Linked DNA regions of Danio rerio: region 1 is linked to region 2. A link is a contact called in public Hi-C data. All regions are on one chromosome and are shown on one strand. Each heading gives the region's core, a stretch centred on a gene start, on an enhancer-like site or on the middle of the called end of the contact. The rest is flanking DNA. Distances are from core to core; before and after follow the strand shown.

The links. Hi-C and Micro-C count contacts between places; a contact is called where the count stands out from the background.
Region 1: a Hi-C map of an unstated tissue shows a contact between it and region 2, with 6 times the contacts expected there. The contact joins two enhancer-like sites. A contact is called at or near these places in 4 of 18 Hi-C or Micro-C datasets (caudal fin, embryo, hematopoietic stem cells and 1 more) and 1 of 4 datasets of contacts at active chromatin or transcription factors (caudal fin).

The regions. Positions count from the first base shown.
Region 1 is chr7:33,377,219-33,383,874 of GRCz12tu, reverse strand. coro2ba (coronin, actin binding protein, 2Ba) reads right to left here. Exons shown (of 12, transcript XM_683629.8): 3 at 4,411-4,527; 4 at 2,534-2,683; 5 at 1,772-1,936. Among named protein-coding and RNA genes, the nearest start is that of anp32a, 22 kb to the left of the region's middle. Within about 2 kb of position 4,239, at least 6 of the 62 cell types and tissues checked have an H3K27ac peak or open chromatin away from gene starts, as enhancers often do.
Region 2 is chr7:33,214,387-33,220,514 of GRCz12tu, reverse strand. It overlaps itga11a (integrin, alpha 11a), which reads left to right. Exons shown (of 30, transcript NM_001172627.1): 27 at 884-994; 28 at 3,023-3,118; 29 at 3,796-3,909; 30 at 4,842-6,128. The coding sequence ends at 4,919. Among named protein-coding and RNA genes, the nearest start is that of si:ch211-194p6.12, 9.9 kb to the right of the region's middle. Within about 2 kb of position 3,109, at least 3 of the 62 cell types and tissues checked have an H3K27ac peak or open chromatin away from gene starts, as enhancers often do.

The DNA of each region.
Region 1 (6,656 bases), core at 2,990-5,489, 160 kb before region 2:
TTTCATCTGGATGTCTCTAAATAATAAATGATTAAACCAGGCTCCCTGTAAAAGTACAGTATTTCATCTTCTGTGTATGGATTTCTAGACTATACACTATTATACACTTCATTTTTGTAGACATTATAAATTTTAAGCATAGTCTATAATAATAGTTTCTCATGCTCACTAAAGTTAGATTTATTTGATAGAAAATAACGTAAATTAAGTATTAATGTTGGGAATACACTAATATAAGTTTCAGATTCAAAAATTTTCATTGTAATTCAGACTTGATTATGTTGTGTATTTGTCACAGTATTATTTTGATATTCATTCATTTTCCTTCGGCTTAGTCATTTCATTCATCAGGGTTTACCACAGTGGAATGAACCGCCAACTAATCCAGCACATGTTTTATACAGCGGATGTCCTTCAAGCTGAAACCCAGAAATGGGAAACACCCATCCACACTCATCCACACACATACACGTTGGCCAATTTAGTTTATTTAACTCACCTATAGTGCATGCCTTTGGACTATGAGGGAAACCGGAGCACCCAGAGAAAACCCAAGCAAACACGAGAAGAACATGCAAACTCTACTCAGTAATGCCAACTGACCCAGCCGAAACTCCAACCAGCGACCTCACTTCTTGCAGTGAGGCAACAGCACTAACCATCGTTTCACTCATTTTGACATTAATGAGTGTTTTTTTAAGTGTTACCATAATTTGTGGTTGCGATCTTCTTTTGTAGATAATGGGAGCTCTGTCTACTGTCTGACCTTCAACGTTTACTGGCTAACCCAGTGGGGTTTAACTTTAGGTCAGCTGGTGGTCATTATTTCTCCTTTCATTGTCACCCAGTACTACGGCTATAGGATACACCTTCCATATTGGTTGTTTTTAAGAAATAAAAAGCATTATATTGGTTACAATAATTATTGAAATAATGATCCGATAATATATGCTTGCTTCATTTCTAATGGGAACTTTTTCAAATTTCTCTCTGTGTTTATTGTTGCTGGGTTTAATTTATTTATTTTAATATATGGTATTTATTTAATGTGATGGCAAAGCTGAATTTTCATGAATCATTAAACTAATCTTCAGTGCCACACAAAAACCATTCTGAACATTATTAAATCAATGAAATATGCTAATTGTGCTGCTTAAATGTTCCAACAGGTTTCACGGATAAACAGACAGTTCAGCTGAAAAGGATTTATCTGAAAATAAAGTCTTTTGTAACATGATCAGTATCTTTACAGTTACTTTCACTTTTACTGTTCCTTTTAACCCATTTATCTATTTTAATCCATTAAATCCTTGATTTATATGATGAAATAGTGTGTAGCATCAATTATAAAGCTAAGGCTTTGTTTATTTAACAACTGTGTACTAAAAGCTATTGCATCTTTTAAAAGCTTTGCACACAGACAATAACGTCAGGACCTGACACAGATCTGTGAAAAATGGATAAGACACAGCATCACATATGCTAAGCCAACAACTGGCAATTTCAGGCAATGTTTCAAGAAGCATAAACTGTGGTCTGAAGCATATATACTGAGCACATAATATCCATATTTTGTAGTTTACACACAGAAAATTTAAAGTTTTGCTTTAAATAAAAACTACACTTTGAAACCCATTTTTAAAAGTTTGCATTTTCAGGCATGACATTAAAATATGTCAAATGTTTCTAATTGAAAACCCCTAAGAAAGAGGGCATAAGCGTGTCTGTGTAAATGAGTGTTTAAATGTGTGTATTGTAAGGCTGAACGCACCTGCAGAACTCTGCCTGAGCGTGGCTCAATGACACGAAGTTTCTTGTCTTTGCAGCTGGTGGCCAGCAAGCTGCCCTCTGTGTTAAATGACATACACAGAATCACATCTGAGTGGCAGTCGATCATTTTCACTGGCTCTCCGATCTCAAGATTCCAAATCAGGATCTACAGGGTGAGAAAAAGCACAACCTCTGATACATTCTTAGACAGTTTTATTTCTGAACGCTGCAATGTCGTGTTCACATTGTGGACAATCAGAATCAGCTTTCACAAACACATTAAAAAGTGATCCATTTCTTTACTTAAATAGATTAATAGAAATATACCTCATCATTTATTCCTCTTGATGAGGTTTTAAACCTTAATGAGTTTCTTTTTTTCTGTTATAATACTGGCACCCATCGACTTTTATAGTAGAAAAAAATACTAGGAAGACAATGAGTGGCATTAACCTACATGTTTTAAAATAACTTATTTTTTGTTCAACAGAACAAAGAAACTTAAATGGCCTTAAAACAAGTGTAGGGTGAGTAAATAATGACAGATTTCTTTGTCAACTACACTTTAAAAAAAACAATAATTAAATTGAGAATCTGTTAAATTGAGGTTTAAAATTATGCAGATTCTTTAATTACATAATAATTTTAACGCAGTGGGTTTACTCACTTTTTTAATGATCTAACATATCTAGGATGTTTTAATTTTATAGCTCATATCAGTAAGTTTAAGTTGATCAGATTGTGTCACACAAATTGTCCTTACCTTGTAGTCATAGCCAGCACTAAAGAGAATCCCGCTAGTGGTTGGATGCCACTCGATGAGGCCCACACGCCTGCTGTGGCCATAGAGTTCTAATACAGACTCTGTCAAACTCCTTGTCAGTCCACTGTCAGGAATCTCCCATATTCGCACCTGACGCAAACAAAACACTTTTTAGTCATACACCCCCCCATGTAACATGAAGATCCTTTCAGACTCTATTGTGGGGCAGTGTTGAGAATAGTTTGAACAGGTTACAGACTACGTGTCATTGAAATTGTATTGAGTAATGTAACTATATTTTCCATACTTTATTTGCTAACTTTTCTAAATTCCTAACAGGTTTTCACCCCTTAATTATATTTAAACATTTTAATCAGTAGAACAAAACACTGATTACTGGACTCACTCACTGATAACAACACTGATTACTAGACCTTTAAAATCCTTCACTCCTTAAATTATATTTTAAATTACAGCAGCAACAAAGCCTTTTCAAAGACTTTTCAAAATCATGTCTTTGCACAAATATATAAGAAAACAGAGATTTTTAACAATGCATTGAGGAAAAACATTTCATATAAAAAATAAAGCATACACACAATGCCATATAGAAAATATATATATTTTTTATCTGTCCTATTCCGTGTCCTAAAACATTTGCATTTCATTTTCACTCATTTTCTTGTCGGCTTAGTCCCTTTATTAATGAATGAACCGCCAACTTATCCAGCATGTTTTTACACAGCAGATGCCTTTCCAGCCACAACCCATACCTGGGAAACATCCATACACACTCATTCACACACAAACACACTAAAGACAACTTAGCCTAAACCCAATTCACAGCATCACCCGCATTTAATTTTAAAGCAGTCAAATGCAATTCAAAAAATAAATAAGTGTGTGTTTTTCTTGTGCAATTTATTAAACATTTTAAATGTTGCACAAACTGTTATATGCAACCTTACGTAACTATTACATTTAACTACTCCACAACATATCAGGTTTGTTCTATTTACGGTGTAAAACTTCACAAGTAGTTTTAGCACTCTTAAAAGACAAATACAATGTTATACAATCAAGCAACATATACTGACTCTATAGTGACATTATGACTGGACAGGCCACTGAGAAACAAGTACTCCAGAGAGCCATTTAATCCTATTAATTTTTGTCAATAAATAACAATACAACATTGCATTATGCTCTGTTCAGCATGTGCATCAGGATAGTTTACATTTACTGAAAAATTAATTATAAAAAAACACAAAAAATGGAATATAAATATGATTATAAAGTAAATTTATGTTTTTAAATTTTGTTAAATTAACATGAATTGAGATAAAAAATGCTTCAGTAGCAGGAAATGTAGTGGAACTTTCTATTTAAGAGATATTTTTAAAGAGTCTGTTTTACAAACTAATGTTTCAGACATGTTTAATTTATTTTAGATTAGATTGAATCATTGGAGGGCATAACGGTGGCTCAGTGGGGAGCATGGTCACCTCCCAGCAAGATGGTCGCTGGTTCGAGCACCGGCTGGGTCAGTTCTCATTTCTGTGTGGACTTTGTATGTTTTCCCCGTGATCGCGTGGGTTTTCTCTGGGTGCTCCAGTTTCCTCCACAAGTCAAAAGACATGCGATATAGGTGAATTGGTTAAGCTAAATTCTCTGTAGGGTAAGTGTGTATGGGTATTTTCCGGTGATGGGTTGCAGCTGGAAGGGCATCCGCTGCATAAAAAATATGCTAGATAAGTTCATTCCACTATGGCAACCCCAAAATAATAAAGAGACTAAGCCGAAAAGAAAATGATTGAATGAATGAATAAATTAATCATTTGAGCATTGTCTTGATTTTGCTCTTCGCAAATACTCACAGATGAGTCCTCTGAACAAGATGCGATTATGTTGTCGTGGAAAGGATTCCATTTGATGTCCAGCACATTTCCTTGGTGACCACATACCTTTGGATAGTGAGGGTCGATACGGCCAAACTGCAGGAAACAAGTACAAGATAGTTATCTTATTTATTTTTACTGTGACTAAGTATACAAACAGAACTATGTATGGATGTACAGTAAGAACAAACAATGTAACTTCCACAAATACAGTACAAATACCACAAATTCCACAAATACTACTGTAATACACACAATTGTCCACAGTATGGCGCTACATAACCACAGTCATCCATTCAATAGTAGACAGAACATTAGACATGATGCTATGAATGTTTGATGTCACTTTAGTCCATTGACCTCTTTCTAAGGTCCTTTGGGATTTGTAGTTCAGGTCATGCATGAGTGGGCTGCTTAAGAAAGGCTCTTCATCTATAGCTCAATGCATAGAGATAACACTGTAATATAAGAATGAAGACATCAGTTGAAGACGATCCAGAAAATCTAAAAGCACCTCACATACCGGCCTGCATCTGGCTTATTGGTTGCATTTATTACAACAATGATGCACATTATCTCTGCCCTTCTGTGCTTTTTCTCCTAGATTAGCATGATGAAAATTATGGCTGTGATTTTTTCTGTGTTGGATTATTGAATTCAATTAGCACAGCAACCGCTTAAGGGGCGTTCATTTAATAGAGTTTTCATGGGTAAGAAAGTGTCTTGATTTCCCACAGGATATCAAAACTTACTAAAACAACATGAACGATTAGAAAATGTCAAAGCCTTTGCTACTACTACTGGTAGCTACTTTTTGTTGTTCAAATGTTTTCTTACATGTGAGGATTTCTGATTTGGTTAGGATGTGCAGCTTTGAATGTGTGCTTATTATGCAAACAGATAAAACTTGATTCACATGTTGCTTGTCTTTGCTTTTTGTAGTAAAATGTGTGCTATAAAATCAAACTGTAACTTTGGGTATTAAGTACCTCACCCCCATTAAAAATAAAAAATATTAGAACTAAAAATACCACATGAAGTATAAAATATAATGATATATTATTATTATTATTATTATTATTATTATTAGGGATGTCCAGATCTGATCAGAATTAGAAATTACCTCCTGATCAGGACTCGAATATATATATATATATGACCAATATCACACGAGTAGCAGTGCAATATGGCTTTATATCGGCACTGGTGGGAGGCGTGTGTTGCGGCCTAGTGCCTTAGTCCCCCCACCAGTGCCGATATACAGCCATATCGCACTGCTACAAGTGTGATATTGCGTTTATACAACAGTTTGACGGCATAATTGTGTTTATAAAAACAAAATCAAACATGGAGAGTCTCAAAAACCCTTTTGTATGAGGAACTACTTTCTTCCACATTGGATTCAAACCATAAGCTGACAGTTGAGCAAGCTGAGCAAGCATCTTTTAAACTTTAGATCTGTAGTGTCTGCTTGTTGCTGGCTGTATGTGGGCGGAGTAATACACAAAGGGTAAAGAGGCTGTACGGGTGCTGATATTACTTAAATATATCACGGCTATCAGCCAATCAGATTCGAGAACCAGACAGAACTGTTGTATAAATAAGATCTCATTGACATTAGTAAATGCATAAAGCATAATGCATAGTTAGTTAGCATAAAGTAATATGAACTATTTATTTTTACAGTATCTACAGGTAAAACATTTAATGATCTAATTGTATTTACATGCGTCAAATTTCCATCATGACAACTAATTAGCAAAAATTATAAGGCAAATTTGTTTTTGATGATGATTTTATATGCTCAAATGCTCAAACTAGGCATTGTATTTTCATGGCATTGTAATTACTGATTTTCTTTATCACAGTATACAACATTATCATGGTATTTGAATAAATTACAAAAGAGACTGAAAAGACAGGCAAACTTCCGTTTAATGGTTTTCAAATAACAAAACAAATCCAAAACTATATATGAAGAGTACAGATGCAAAAAAAGTGCCATCTGAAATTTCCATTGAAAAGTAGCATTTTCTGAGACTCCTATGTTTATGTTGAGTTATTTCATTTTAAAGACCTCCAAAAGAGTGTACTCTTTGCCATAAACTTAAAATTACTGAACCCACACACAGAAGCCTGATAAAAACGTCATTTTTAAAGGATGTTTCAAATATATATATATATATATATATAAATATATAAATATATAATATAAATATATATAT
Region 2 (6,128 bases), core at 1,860-4,359:
CGCTGGCAACCATTGAATTCCATATAGGAAATAAGTAGTATTGAAGTCAATGGGTGCCAGTGACCAGCATTTTTCCAAATATCTTTGTGTTTTTTTTGTGTGTTCAACAGAAGACATAAACTCAAATAGGGTTTGAACAAGTGAAGGGGGAGTAAATGAAGACAGAATTTTCATTTTTACATTTACATTTACATTTAGTCATTTAGCAGACGCTTTTATCCAAAGCAACTTACAAATGAGGACAAGGAAGCAATTTACACAACTATAAGAGCAACAATGAATAAGTGCTATAGGCAAGTTTCAGGTCTGTAAAGTCTAAGAAGGAAAGTATTAGTAGTATTAGTATTTTTTTTTTTTGGGTACAGTTTGTGTGATATCCAGAGAGGCAATTGCAGATTAGGAAGTGAAGTGGAGACTGAATAGTTGAGTTTTTAGTCGTTTCTTGAAAGTAGCGAGTGACTCTGCTGTTCTGATGCAGTTAAGGAGTTCATTCCACCAACTGGGCAGATTGAGCGTTCGCGAAAGTGATTTCTTCCCTCTTTTAGCCAAACTATCCCTTTAAGGGGCTTTACGGTTTGCCTGATTAGGGGCTTTTAGACTTGTTGATTTAATTCACAACCATAAAGCACCTCTCTGCAAAATAGCTGGTTTATACTGCCTGAATAAAGCCACTTTAGTGTATTAATTTGTGCCATAAATAAAGCTGAATATTTGGGGTTAGTAGTTCCTCTACGTTCTTAATATGTTATTGTGTTTTTGAAGATACTCATATGTCTGAGGTAAGGAATTTTGTAATCTATGTCAGATTCCCACCACAAGCAGCTGGGTTTCATTAGTAAGGTAATTTGTTTTAGAGCTAAATGTTGCTTGTTTCTATGCACAGAACTACTCAAACACCCTGGCAGTGCCAGTGCAATGCACCGTCAATCTGCCTTCCTACAGAGACGTCAGCGTGAAGATCGGCGGATCCCTCCGTACTGATGCACTGCATGCGGTGAGCAGCTATGACACTGAAATAACAGTCTGATGTAGATGAAGTAGTGCAGTGTGGGAAGAGTTTGACATCAGAGCACAGTGTTCACACACTGCATGAAGGCTTTGCTCAAGAGAAGGATCTTCATAAACCAACGCTAAACTCTGACTAGAGCAGTAATTAGAGAGAAGATGTTAAATGGTTCATGCAGGGATACGGTTACTAAATCTGGTTCAGCTAAAAGTTATGTTTTCATTCCCCTTTGTCTTTCAAAAACAAAAAAAGCAGATGCTTTCAATTTACAGTGACACAGAAAATATATTTAGAAAAATATTTGAATATTAAATTGTTCCACACCAAAATACCTAAAATCAGTTTGACTAAGAACATCAGTTTGTTAAAAGATCAGTTTGTTCAGAAAACTTACATTTGCACTGAGATTATTATTATTATTAGACTGCAGATTTTACTTGAATATATAGTATTTTGTATCTAATGCAAAAGAAAATAAGGAAATACTTGTATTGTATGTATGCTCACGTTCAAAGTGAATTTAACTTTTATGATAAACTGATACCACAAATAATCTGAGCCATTTTTAGGCAAGGCAAGTTTATTTATGTAGCACATTTCATACACAATAGAAACTCCAAGTGCTTTACATAAACACAAATAAAAGACACAAGAAATTAAAAATTATTAAAACAGATCAAAACAGATAAAAAATGTGTAAAAACAGGTTGTAAAAGAATGTAAAAGAAAAGAAAGACATAATAGTGCTATCTGCCGGACATAGCACAGTGCTCATTCAGTAAAGACACAGCTAAACAGATGAGCTTTCAGTTTTGATTTGAATGTGCCTAATGTTGAAGCACATCCGATCATTTCTGGAAGCTGATTCCAGCAGCAGGGGGTGTAGTAGCTGAAGGTAGATTCACCCTGCTTTAGCTGAAATTGAATATCTAATTTATTTGATCTTAATGATCTGAGTGATCTGTTAGGTTTGTATTCAGTGAGCATAGCTGTAATGTATTGAGGTCCTAGGCCAATAAGTGACTTATAGACTAGTAGTAATACTTTAAAATCTGTTCTGAATGTAACTTAGAACCAGTGTAAAGACATGAGGACAGGTGTGATGTGCTCTGATTTTCTGGTTCTGGTCAGAATCCTGGCAGCATTGTTCTGGATGAGCTGCAACTGTTTTTTTGGAAAGGCCTGTGAGGAGTGAGGAGGCCATTACAGTAATCCACCCTGCTGCTGATAAAAGCATGAACAAGTTTTATTAAGTCTTCACTAGGAACAAAGCATCTAATTCCTGCAATGTTTTTGAGATGACAGTATGCTGATTTACTGACTGCTTTGACATGACTTCTTAAACTCAGATCTGACTCCAGAATAACACCAAGATTCACCTTAACTTTTGTTGTTTGACCCCTAGAGCCAAGGTATACATGCACCTTGAGAACCTCATCTCTGTTCCCCATGCAATGACTTCAGTTTCCTTGACTCTTTGTTTAACTGAAGAAAGTTTTGGCACATCTAACTGTTAATTTCATCAATGCAGTGGCAGAGGGTATCAATGGGGCTGTAGGCATTAGGCAGTAATGCTAAGGCTATATTCCATGGTCTCCTGGAACTAAAATAAAATAAGTAGCTGTAATGGGGAAACCATTTTAAAAAAGCATCTCTGAGACAGATGACACACACATTTGAATTTTGTTTGCTTGTTAGTTTAGTCACATAATATGATTTGTTTTGCTGTTACACATCATGTAATTAATTTGATAATTGGGTTTCCATTAGTTTTTTTTCTAATCAAATAACAAACTCGGGTGAGCATAACGGAGTGTACTTTTAAAATGATTTGAATCTTGGTGTGAGGAAATTAACAGCACATTTTCATTTTCAAGTGAACTGTCAAAGTACACATACTTTTTACCACCCCTCTAGCCTCTCACCTTAAGTGTTTGTCCTTGTCCACCTTTTTTACATTCACCAAAGTAATGGCCTGTCAGAGAAACTGAAAACTGTTTTTCTTGTCACGGGCAGCTGAAGTTCAAAACCCTTGAGCTGGTGACGACAGCCTCAGTGGAGCTGAACCCTTCCAGCCCTATGTTTCTGCCTGAAGAGAGGCCGGTCAGACATGTGAGTCACCTTCTACACACATCAGCATTCACAGAAACATTGCTAGACAACATGTTAAGATTAAGCAAATAGAAATCTACCACTGTACTGAGAAGACGATGTGAGACACTGCTTTTGTCTTTTTCATCCTTGGCAAAACAAAAGCGTTTCATTCATCTGTGTGAAAGAGTGAAGAACAATTATAAACAAGCATGAGATTAAAATGCTTTTATGCTAACTGAATTCAAATTCACTGGTTCAGACATGCTGGAACCTTCCCTTTATACATCAGTTTGTGCATTGGTGAGCTGCAGCTGTGAGCTGTTTCCCCACAGTAAAAGAACATGGAGCCAAGGGGACCGAAAGGACCAGCAGCACTCTTTAATTCTGTACTATTCTTTATTGCTGTGTGATGCTGCCATCTATTGGCAGGACAGAATAAAAAAAAAAAACATTAATGTCAGCAAATCTGATCTCAGCTGCAACAAATCAAACATTTGATAAGACATTTCCTGACATTTGCTTTGCTGTAAGAACTGGCTTGTTTAAATTAAAATATACAGAGGAAATCATACTGTCAGACCTAGCAATTGGTCGGCAAGCAGCTATTTGATGATCACTGCAATGAAGTGCAAAGGTACGTCTTTGAAAAAGCTTTACAGTTTGTTATATTGTCTTTTGCTTGTGTGTTTTCTCAGATAATCCTAGAGATTAGGAAAGAGGAGGATTACCGTGTTCCCATCTGGATTATCATAGGCAGCACACTTGGAGGCCTGTTACTCCTCTCTCTTCTCATTCTGGCACTCTGGAAGGTAATGAAAGGTAAACGATCGATAGATAGATAGATAGATAGATAGATAGATAGATAGATAGATAGATAGATAGATAGATAGATAGATAGATAGATAGATAGATAGATAGATAGATAGATAGATAGATAGATAGATAGATAGATAGATAGATAGATAGATAGATAGATAGATAGATAGATGGTTAGGTTTATGATAGACACAAACAGACAAGTACAGTAAATGAATGAATGGATGGATGGATGGATGGATGGATGGATGGATGGATGGATGGATGGATGACAGACAAGTAGATGGATGGATGGATGGATGGATGGATGGATGGGTGGATGGATGGATGGGTGGATGGATGGATGGATGGATGGATGGGTGGATGGATGGATTGATGGATGGATGGATGGATGGGTGGATGGATGGGTGGGTGGATGGATACAGGAATGGATACTTAGGTTTATGATAGACACACAGACAGATGGATGGATAGGTGGATGGGTGGTGGATGGGTGGATAGATGGATACAGGAATGGATGGTTAGGTTTATGATAGACACAGAGACGGACGGACGGACGGACGGATGGATGGATGGATGGATTGATTGATGGGTGGGTGGATGGAAACAGGAATGGATGCTTAGGTTTATGATAGACACACATGGATAGATAGATAGATAGATAGATAGATAGATAGATAGATAGATAGATAGATAGATAGATAGATAGATAGATAGATAGATAGATAGATAGATAGATAGATAGATAGATAGATAGATAGATAGATAGATAGATAGATAGATAGATAGATAGATAGATAGATAGATAGATAGATAGATAGGTAGGTAGGTAGGTAGGTAGGTAGGTAGGTAGGTAGATAGATCTTCAGTAGTTTTCTTAATAATGTTCTATTGTTGCTGTACTTTCTCTCTTTCTCTCTGATAGTTGGGGTTTTTCCAAAGACAGAAAAGGCGCGAAGAGGCCGAGAATGAGGTCAATGGCAAGACGATGGAGGAGAGATAACGCAGGCTGCTCAAGAGGGTTCAGACAGGCCTACATCTCAGGGACAAACCAACAACTACATTAGACGTCTCTGAAACATGAAGAGAGGGAGAAAGACAGGACTTGAGGCAATGAAAAAGCTAGAGGGAGAAGTTCTGTGCACTGGACGACCTGTTGTTCATTGATGAAAAACACTGCGATGACCCTCACCATGCCTGCACTGCTTACTGAGCCGACCCTGTGGATGGGTCTCCATCTCTCTTCTCATCCCAGACCAAAACCCTGGGGCCGACAAGGCGAGGACTTTCTCCTGAGAGACACGCTCAACAGAGACTTTTGGATGATGCATTTACAACAAATGGCTTGTGGGAAGAACACAAATTCAAAGGAAAGAACTTTTGTTTCTCACAGGGACTTTGGAAGCGCATTGATTACATTTGTTCTTCTGCAAATATACAAAAGGAAACCTCAAAGGGCTGAGATGGTACAAAACAGCCATGTTTTCTGGTGCTCTTCTAGGACATCTGGGAGGAAAAAGGGTGCAAAAGTTTTATTGTGATGGCCGTTGTTATTCTATGTAATGTAAGGCACTGGAGTAAGTAGCTCTGTTTTTTTTCAGTGGTCATAATTTATTGAATAGGCAGTCAACTATGTTGTAGACTTCACATTGTTTGTTTGTTTTTATTTTCTTGCTCTAGTACTCTACATAATGATGCATCAGCATTCTTCAGTCTCAACAGATGTGGATTTTTTTTTCTATTTTTAAAACATTGATGCACTTTTTTATATCATAGTGATACAAACTTGAATTTTGTAAATATATTTTATCTTTGTAAACACGAGTTTCAAACATCCCTAAATATGCTTCAACAAGTAGCCTTTGAGAAAGGGTATGCTTCCTGTACAGCACCTCAGCAGTCATTTCAAATATTAAAGGATATTGTCCAAATGTTTCCGAACATCAAACGATGTTGAGTGTTTACAATGCTATGAAACATCCATATTATGTGTAGATGTATTGTAGTCAGGGACCCCGATTCTCTTCATCATATACATAAAGTATAACTAAGATAATAAAGTAAATATCTGAATAAAGAATTTTGAAAAAGAGTGTTTGAATGGGGTGGCACGGTGGCTCAGTGGTTAACACTGTCGCCTCACAGCAAAAAGGTTGCTGATTTGAGTCCCGGTTGGATTTTCTGTGTGAAGTTTGTATGATTTCCTTGTGTT